3 separate regions of the Mus musculus genome follow, and all the other regions are linked to region 3. The links are chromatin contacts, called in public Hi-C maps. All regions are on one chromosome and are shown on one strand. Each heading gives the region's core, a stretch centred on a gene start, on an enhancer-like site or on the middle of the called end of the contact. The rest is flanking DNA. Distances are from core to core; before and after follow the strand shown. Region 1 has its middle 44 kb from the start of Pter. Region 2 overlaps Pter (phosphotriesterase related). Region 3 holds the start of Pter (phosphotriesterase related).

Region 1 (2,700 bases), core at 105-2,604, 44 kb before region 3:
TTAGCTCATTTATTTGTCTGTTTTCTAGACAGAATATCTTTTTTACATTTCAGCATCTTACATTTAAATTTATCTAGTACAAGATAGTATTTAACAGTATTTATTATCATAGGCTAAGAGTCAAATAAAAACTAATATATCTCTTTGAACTGTTATTGATTTTTGCTAATATTGACCTTGGTGACATTTCTTGACTTGAGAAAGACAAACTTTTCTAATTTACTCTACAGTGTCTCCATATAGTCCTAACTAAGACTTGACTTAAGGTTCACTTAAGCTAGGTAAAATATTGCTTCCTTTATAGCTCAGTCCTGCTTTGTGCTGTCTTAATTTTCCATGAATAGGAACACCGTAAGGTGCACACTAGTGCATTCTGAGCAATCAAATACCATTTATCTAGTTGTTAAACATAAACAGGAGCAGAAAATGAATAATAGCCCATCAAAGCACAGAAATACTTAACACACATTATAAGCTGAGCATGTGATAATCACATTCTATTTGTTTATTCTACAGAATTCATTGAAGACTAGAACACATTTCCACATCCTTGGATTTAACAAAGAACAACTCTAAGCCCTTAACTCACCTGTCCAGGGTCACACAGCTTGGCACTAATGTGGTCAACCCATCTGGCTATTCTGTTGGACATCAAGGCTCAGTTCCTCCACCTTCCCCCTTTTTTTGATTGCTGTAAACATCTGTATCTCTTAAGCTGCCATCTCTTCTATTAGCTCCATTTCTACCTCAACTCTATATTTCAACTTATTCTTTTCATAGTACTTTTTATTTTACGTACAATGTTTAAACCCATTGAAACCTAATATGGTCTTGACATTAATATACTTTTTAAAAAGAAAATTAGATATGTTTCAATGTTATAACATTTAAGCACATTTCATTAGAAGTTACTAAGGAGTTTAAACAGATAGAAATGTATTTCTTCACAGAGAACTATAATATTAGTTCATATCTCCTATGAAGATCAAGGGATGACTTGGAAGATTAATGGGATTAACTTTAAAAAGTGATGAAATTTTCATAAGGTAGAAACTCATAAGATGTAAAACAGACTTAAATGCACTTTAATGAAAATTCCAGTGTCATTTGAAACCACATTGCAGAATTCTTTGGGAAGGAAATAGGAAAAAAGCTATACAAAAAGAACAAAATCTGACCAAATAATACTGAGGCCTAGAACCACCATAAACTATTTTTTACAAGATTGATTAACCATTTGATCTGTGAAGTTACTCTGTGGACTTTGACTGAACAGTGGTTTAACATAAACCCAGTGGTTAACCTTTATTTGAAAAGTAAATAATGATCCACAGAAGTTCCTCATTTAGAGATGAGTCATTGGTGACCACTGTCCACATCATTGCCCTGGACAAATGGATATCTGTCTCATGATTACTTGCTTCAGGTCCAATCGATGTACATATCAAGCAAAAGATTAATGAGTCAAGAATTTCTGTCCTTGGTTACTTCGTTTCTGCACCAAAAGAGGATGTCATGGCAACCAGGATGTAGAGAAGTGATTGAGGGATGCTGCTGAATTTTGGGATGGGGAAAACTCTTTTCAGGAAGTACTGAAGCTAAGGAGAAAAAAACATGAAACAGAAATTCTGTCTAGAAAAGGAAAAGGGGGGGGGGACTGAAGAAAGTTTGACCTTTAAGAAGAATAAGACCTTATGTGTCACGCACTCTGGTCGAGTCAGCTTGACAAGCCGAGAGGCTTGGAAGCTACTCACTGAGGCAAAAGAGTTTCACAGAAACTCGCTCCTGGAGTCTGGCATTCTCTCTAACCCATACATTAATTTTCCATTCCCGCGTTAGTCTAGTGTATGGATCCACGTGCTCTCTTCCAGTATTATCCTATTATAAGTGCCTTTTAAGAATGAATTCTGACATAGCCAAAGCCTTCCGCCAGTGTTCCAACAGTCCTAGAACGTCCTTGAGCAAGACCATGGGCTTAAAATTCAGTAAGAATGTTGCTAATCAGAATAGCCTCTGGTACTACACTATCACTCTGAATAAAAGCTAAGTCACTCCCTTACACAGGAATTTACCATCACTAAGGAAGAAAGAAGTTTCAGACCGAAGGAGAAACCAGAATAGATACTTAGAACTATAGTGGAGTTACACCCATACACACATATTTACAATGGCCTAAGGGGAAGGTGGACTATACAATAGACTAAAATAAGAACTATGGCAAGGGCGCGAAGCCCTTGACCCTGGCTTCTAAGATTAAGTGAATCTTAAGTGGAGCCCTTGATGATCCCAGTTGTTAACAATGAATTCTATCCCAGGTGGTTCCCGTTAGACCTTTTGTGTTTGCATTCCTCTGTTTTATGTAAGATTCCAGTTACCTCATTTGTACCTTGCAAATATGTCACCCAACTTCCTTATTGTCTTCTGCATAAAAATTCTGATGCTCGATTTGACAAATACATTCAGATCCAACACAACCTCTCCTGTGTGCATCTATCTGTCAATTCATCCGACGCTTTGTCCACCCGCGACTAGAGACGCGTTCCACACAGACAAAAGGGCCCAGAAGGTCTGCGGCACTTATGGATATAATATAAAATACAAAGTTCCTATATGATGTGGAAGTAACAGTAATCCAATGGTTCAAAGGATTTTGAAGACATCAAAGTAGGTAGTTTCTCAAGCACATTTCAGGCAGGTGTG
Region 2 (2,700 bases), core at 122-2,621, 53 kb after region 3:
TTTCCACAGAACCAGAAAACAGAACCAGATCCACAACCTTTCTTTTGTAGAAAGAAGTGATGTAGTCAAAGTGCAGAATAATTCTGCTCTCTGTTGACTATAGACTGTGTTCCACTTTTGACAATATTTTTATGTGTAGTATTCGCTTGCATTTGCCTTAATTCCTACTTATTTTGATTCCTAAGTAATGCATAGTCTCTAATTTATTTATGAGAAACAAGATGCTCAGCTAATCATAGATAGGGACTAGAAGATGCTTCCGTTGTTAAAGTCTTTTCCTTATAGACATGAGGACCTGAATTCTGTCCCTAGAACCCACATACATTGTATGTGGGTCCTAGGGACTGAAAAGGTATGTTAGTAGACACTAGGAGTCCTATAATCAGGGTTAGTCATAGGTAGAAGCCTGCAGCTTGCCTTCTCTGTGAGCTCTAGTCCAGGGGGAGACTCTGTCTCAAAAGAACATGGTGAATGGCTTCAGAGGACTGATACCCGAGGTTGACCTCTGATCTCCACATGCACAGGCTCGAAATGATGCACTACCCCCCTCCCCACATACAGAGAAGGCTTCCAAAGATATGGGGGGACTAATTTTAGAATGTCTGTGGTAGGAACACTTTGAAAGCTTTCAAAGCTACTCTGTTCTTCCAGCCTCATGATCATGTCTGCCAGGTCCTCTGGGTGGAGCTTCATTTCGGGCAGTGCTCTGGCGGCGGTGGCTACAGTGTGTCTATTCACCAAGTCCACTGTCACCTTTTCCATTCAGTCTGCTGTATTAGGGGTACACATTGAACATGGGAATGCTGGAATAGGAATTCTTGCTGTCACTGAGAGAAAAACCTGGGCAGATACTCTTTGTGTCTGAAAGGAAATTATGTGAGCAATAAAGAGGTTTTTGCTCCTTCTAGAGATGGCAGCTGATTCCTGTTTCAGCAGCATTCTAGGCTTGTTTCTGTTGCCGTGATAAAATACCCCGACACAAAGCAGCTTAGAGGGGGAGAGGTTCATTTTAACTCCAGTTCCAGATGACGACAGTCCATCATTGTAGAGGAGTCACAGAGACAGGCACTGAGACAGCTGGTCACAGCATACCCAGTCAAAAGCAAAGAGAAGCGAGCTCATAAACACTGCTTGCTTGCTTGCTTGTGCTCAGCTCAATTTCTCCACTCTGATAAAGTTCTGGATCCCCTACCTAGGGAATGCGTGTTGCCATCCATAATGGTCTGGGTCATTCCATGCCCATTAATGTAATAAAGAGAATTCCCTATAGAAATACCCAAACTCAGTGAAGACACTTCCTCACTGAGTCTCCCTTTAGGTTGCGTCGTGTTGACATTCAGCTTTTAACCATCACAGATAACATCGTAGTCACTTTCATTGTAACAGTGAAGTTTTCCTTTTATGTATTGAAAGGTCACTTTCAGTTTGCACTATGCAATAAACCCCCTTGAAAGTGAAAGGGCTTGTTTCTTCTTATTTTTGACATTAATAAACCTACTTATGCATTTCTTCTTTCCTCAATGATTTTGTGGCCATCCCCTATGAAGTGAGGCAGGTTAGAGGTTCTGTGTTATGCTTCGGGCATATAGCAGGCCGTGAGCGGAAGTTCATTTACTTCAGGAGCAAATGGGTAGTACCGTGAGTAGAAGCCTCAGTATATTTCATTTGGATAAGAAGGGGGAAATGGTATTAATGCATGGCTGATTTTAATAGGAGCTTTTGGTAACAAAGGGAGGAGGGATTTATATGATTTTTGTTCAAGTATCCAAAAAAGCATAGCTAAAACTGAGACAAAAAAAAAAAAGAAATATAAATCTGAACTGAACTGAAGAAATATTTCCAATAAATAAGTTTAGAGCTGATCTGTCAGAGGAGACCTGATGGAAGGGACTGGGGACATTTTATTCATGCATCCCACTTGGGGCAGATGACAAATGAGGTCATATCTCTAGTTTCATTGATTCATTCTCTAGTTTCATTGGCATATCCACAACCCCCACTCTCCACTGACAGACTACATGCTTGTGTTAAATTTTCTAATTCCATATTCCCTTTTCCTCTCTAGAGAAAATCCCTGAGACACTATCAGGAATGTCTTCCTTAAGTGGGAAAGTACAAACAGTTCTGGGCCTTGTAGAACCCAGCCAACTGGGACGCACCCTGACCCACGAGCATCTGACAATGACCTTTGACAGTTTTTACTGCCCACCTCCTCCATGCCACGAAGTCACCTCCAAGGAACCTATCATGATGAAAAATCTATTTTGGATTCAGAAAAACCCCTATTCCCATCGAGAGAACCTTCAGTTGAATCAGGAGGTAGGAGCCATAAGAGAAGAGCTGTTGTATTTCAAGGCTAAGGGCGGAGGAGCCTTGGTGGAGAATACGACAACTGGGCTCAGCAGGGACGTGCATACGCTGAAGTGGCTGGCAGAGCAGACTGGAGTCCACATCATAGCTGGAGCTGGGTTTTATGTTGATGCAACTCACTCTGCAGCAACCAGAGCCATGTCAGTGGAGCAGGTAAAAAGCACTACTTAGAATGCTGTTTGTATATACATTTAGGACACCCTAAATGCAATTGGTTCAGAAGTAGTTGGATACATGAAAAAAAAATAGCTAGCTCGCAAAGACATCTGGTAACTGGACCCCAGAGTGTTCGGACTCCGTGTCTTCCCAGTGATGAGGAAGGAGCTCTGG
Region 3 (2,700 bases), core at 124-2,623:
TCATGGGAGGGCATTCTGCTCTTCCTAACTTCCACATTTATTCTCCCCCTCTCTTAGTTTGAGACCCTATGTTTATTCTAGGATTTACCTAGCTAAATTTTTCTCAATATCTGCCCCTTACTAACCCCCTTATCAAGGGCTTCTCCTACTGTAGCATTGCTTAAAAAGAGAAGTAATCGAGGAAAGAAAGAGAAGGGAACTGTGTAACTTTCCTTCTTTCTTTCCTTCTGACTTAAATAAAAGTATTTTCTGCCTTCCAATCAAAGCTCCCTAAGAAGATATGGTACCATGGTTGATATAAACTAAACTGCAGTTTAGTCCTGGCCTAGAACTTGAAGAGCCTTCTCTAAGTCTGTTTCCTTGTCTGTAATCAGAGAAAAACTGCCTGCAGACTGGCTTCGCAGATAAAGGTGATTTGCCCATCTGAATTCCATCCCAGAACCCATATAGTGAAAGAAATTCCGAGGAAAACCGTTTTCACCTACACACAATACAATGTAACAACCTTTAAACAAGTAAAACTCTATTTTTAAACGTTAAGCAGAAACAGGTTGGTTTCCAAGTGTAACAGAACTGCCTTCATAAGCCATTGATTCTTAGCTCTAAACCTGTCTTCCTTAGAAATGACTGCTCTAAGTTCTTCCTCTTCCTCGGATTTCAGATTAAAATGAAATGGGAGTTCAATGCAGACAGGTAAGACTTTGTATGGTGACAGCGGCTCCTAAGACCATGATTTGCAGACTAGTGCATATTGACTGAGCTTGGTTCAGTGATGCCAAGTAGTAGGGCTGCTTCATGTGGTCTAGTACAGCACTCAAGTTTTAAATGCAGCAAGCAGGTCCAGGAAAACGAAAAAAAAAAACCAAAACAAAACAATCAACAAAAGAGAGAAAGCCAGAATTCCCTGTGTTAATCATAGGGATACAAAACGCAGCATGACATCAAATTGGCAGTGCTTGTCTTGGAGGACACAGGAAAAAAAAATTACTCAAGGAGTCTGTAATTGAGACCTGGGCAAAATCCAGTAGCTTACTTTCTCCTTGGGGATTTCACATCAGCTGAGCCAAAGAGAAATGGGATAATTAGGATGTAGACTGGGTGGGCTCTTAACTCAGCCTCTGAGAGCAGTTTAGCTGCAAACTTCAGGCTTGCTCCTGAGTAGGGCCTCCAGCTGGTGGGAGTTCAGCCTGGACTTAAAATCCTCCCTGTCAGAGCAGAAACCTAATGGGCGGGGTTTCAGAGCTGGCGCGGGCTCACAGGGAGTGGTTTTAAATCTGAGTGGGAGTGACTTAGGGTCAGTGGGCGGGGAAAAGGCTAGTGGACATGCAAAGTGGGAGGATCGGAGGGAGGGGACGGCGGCAGGGTGAGGCGATGATGCGGTGGGGGTGGGGGTGGAAGAGAGAGACAACTTCCCAAAGGGAGGGGAAGCCGACCTAGCTCAAGTCAAGTTCCCAGGGGGAGAAGGCGGCGCACAGCGCGGAATGAAGGAAGCCCCGGAGCTGGTTAAGTAGCTGTGGACCTGGTAGGAAAGGTGAGGACTTAGGCCTGGAACTCAGGGCTTGTCCTGCAAGCAGCCACGTGGAGCGGCACCCTGGGAAAGGGGAAGCGGCCCTGCCACCTTTCTCTGGAGGTCCCGGAGTTGCAAAGACCATGGGGCCTGGCTTCAGGAGCCTTGGAGAACTGACTTGGGCTCAGAGGGCGCTGACCTTCCCCCAACCTCAGGTCTCCCAAAGTCTGATTTGAAAGCTCGAGGCCCTGAGCAGGTCCCGTGCTGTACTTGCTCGGTTCTGTCTGACTGCTGAACTCTAGGGACCTGTTGCAGTAGCTTTGCTCTCCCTACATGGGCTGAAATGGAAGGTGGAGGCATCTGTTCCCTGCTCCGGTTTCTTTAACAAACTTCAACAGCAGAATCCACTTTCTCCTGGATTGTTTACCTTCTTGTAGCTGTATTGCAACACTTAAATGTGACTCCTTAGATATCTGAGCAAAGTTTATACGCCCTGATTCTGAGTGGTGGCTGTAAAGATGCCTTAGATATAGTGATACCTGCCAGGGCAGACATCTTCAAATCTCCTCCGACATGGAGTGACTAACAAGCGTTTACTTTTTGTACTCAAGGATACTGCTTTCGTTGCGACAAAGAAAGAATGAGTGGTCCCGGGGACTAGACAACCACTTGGACCATTCCATTTTAGTTTACATAGACAGAAGGGATGGATGGATGTCCAACAGTATCCTTGAGGCCTGGTGCCATTCTATAAATAATGAATTCACGCCAAAAAAAAAAAAAAAAGAAAGAAAAGAAAAAGGAAAGGGAAGAAGAGAGGAGACAAGGAGGGAGAGGGGGAAAGAGAGAGAGAAAGAGAGAGAATCGCAGTGCGCACCGAAAAGAAAAAGATCAGACTATTTCTGACTATCAATCAGTCAGATGACAATTTTCAAAAGGATAATTTGAACACCAGATTCTGCTAGTGTGTCTTTATGAAATTATGATTTTATTTATGGAGGCTGGATGTTACTTTAAAATTATCAAAGTAACTGAAACATAGTATATGTAGTTTTGGAGTCAAAGAGGAAACAGATTTTATTTCTGTTCCTGGTTCCTGAATCCTAGGGATGTCCAAGTACTTATTTTTTGAAATTTACCTAAACTCTAAAGTCTAATTAATTACACAGCCTTGCCAGATAGCTTCATGGTAT

The links. A called contact is a pair of places that touch in the nucleus more often than the background predicts.
Region 1: a Hi-C map of liver shows a contact between it and region 3, with 2.4 times the contacts expected there. The contact joins the enhancer-like site here to the promoter of Pter in region 3. A contact is called at or near these places in 1 of 484 Hi-C or Micro-C datasets (liver), 2 of 115 datasets of contacts at active chromatin or transcription factors (embryonic stem cells and kidney) and 1 of 9 other capture datasets (adipose tissue).
Region 2: a contact with region 3 is called in a Hi-C map of Th1 cells, with 2.0 times the contacts expected there. The contact joins the enhancer-like site here to the promoter of Pter in region 3. A contact is called at or near these places in 1 of 39 promoter capture datasets (liver), 5 of 484 Hi-C or Micro-C datasets (Th1 cells, liver and nephron progenitors) and 4 of 115 datasets of contacts at active chromatin or transcription factors (the SCID.adh cell line, bone marrow-derived macrophages, cardiomyocytes and 1 more).

The regions. Positions count from the first base shown.
Region 1 is chr2:12,878,342-12,881,041 of GRCm38.p6, forward strand. No RefSeq gene overlaps it. Among named protein-coding and RNA genes, the nearest start is that of Pter, 44 kb to the right of the region's middle. Within about 2 kb of position 1,355, at least 8 of the 459 cell types and tissues checked have an H3K27ac peak or open chromatin away from gene starts, as enhancers often do. A contact at or near this core is called in kidney and liver, where this site is marked.
Region 2 is chr2:12,976,095-12,978,794 of GRCm38.p6, forward strand. It overlaps Pter (phosphotriesterase related), which reads left to right. Exons shown (of 6, transcript NM_001305437.1): 3 at 2,066-2,523. Among named protein-coding and RNA genes, the nearest start is that of C1ql3, 33 kb to the right of the region's middle. Within about 2 kb of position 1,372, at least 7 of the 459 cell types and tissues checked have an H3K27ac peak or open chromatin away from gene starts, as enhancers often do. A contact at or near this core is called in Th1 cells, where this site is marked.
Region 3 is chr2:12,922,668-12,925,367 of GRCm38.p6, forward strand. It overlaps Pter (phosphotriesterase related), which reads left to right and starts at 1,374. Exons shown (of 6, transcript NM_001305437.1): 1 at 1,374-1,531.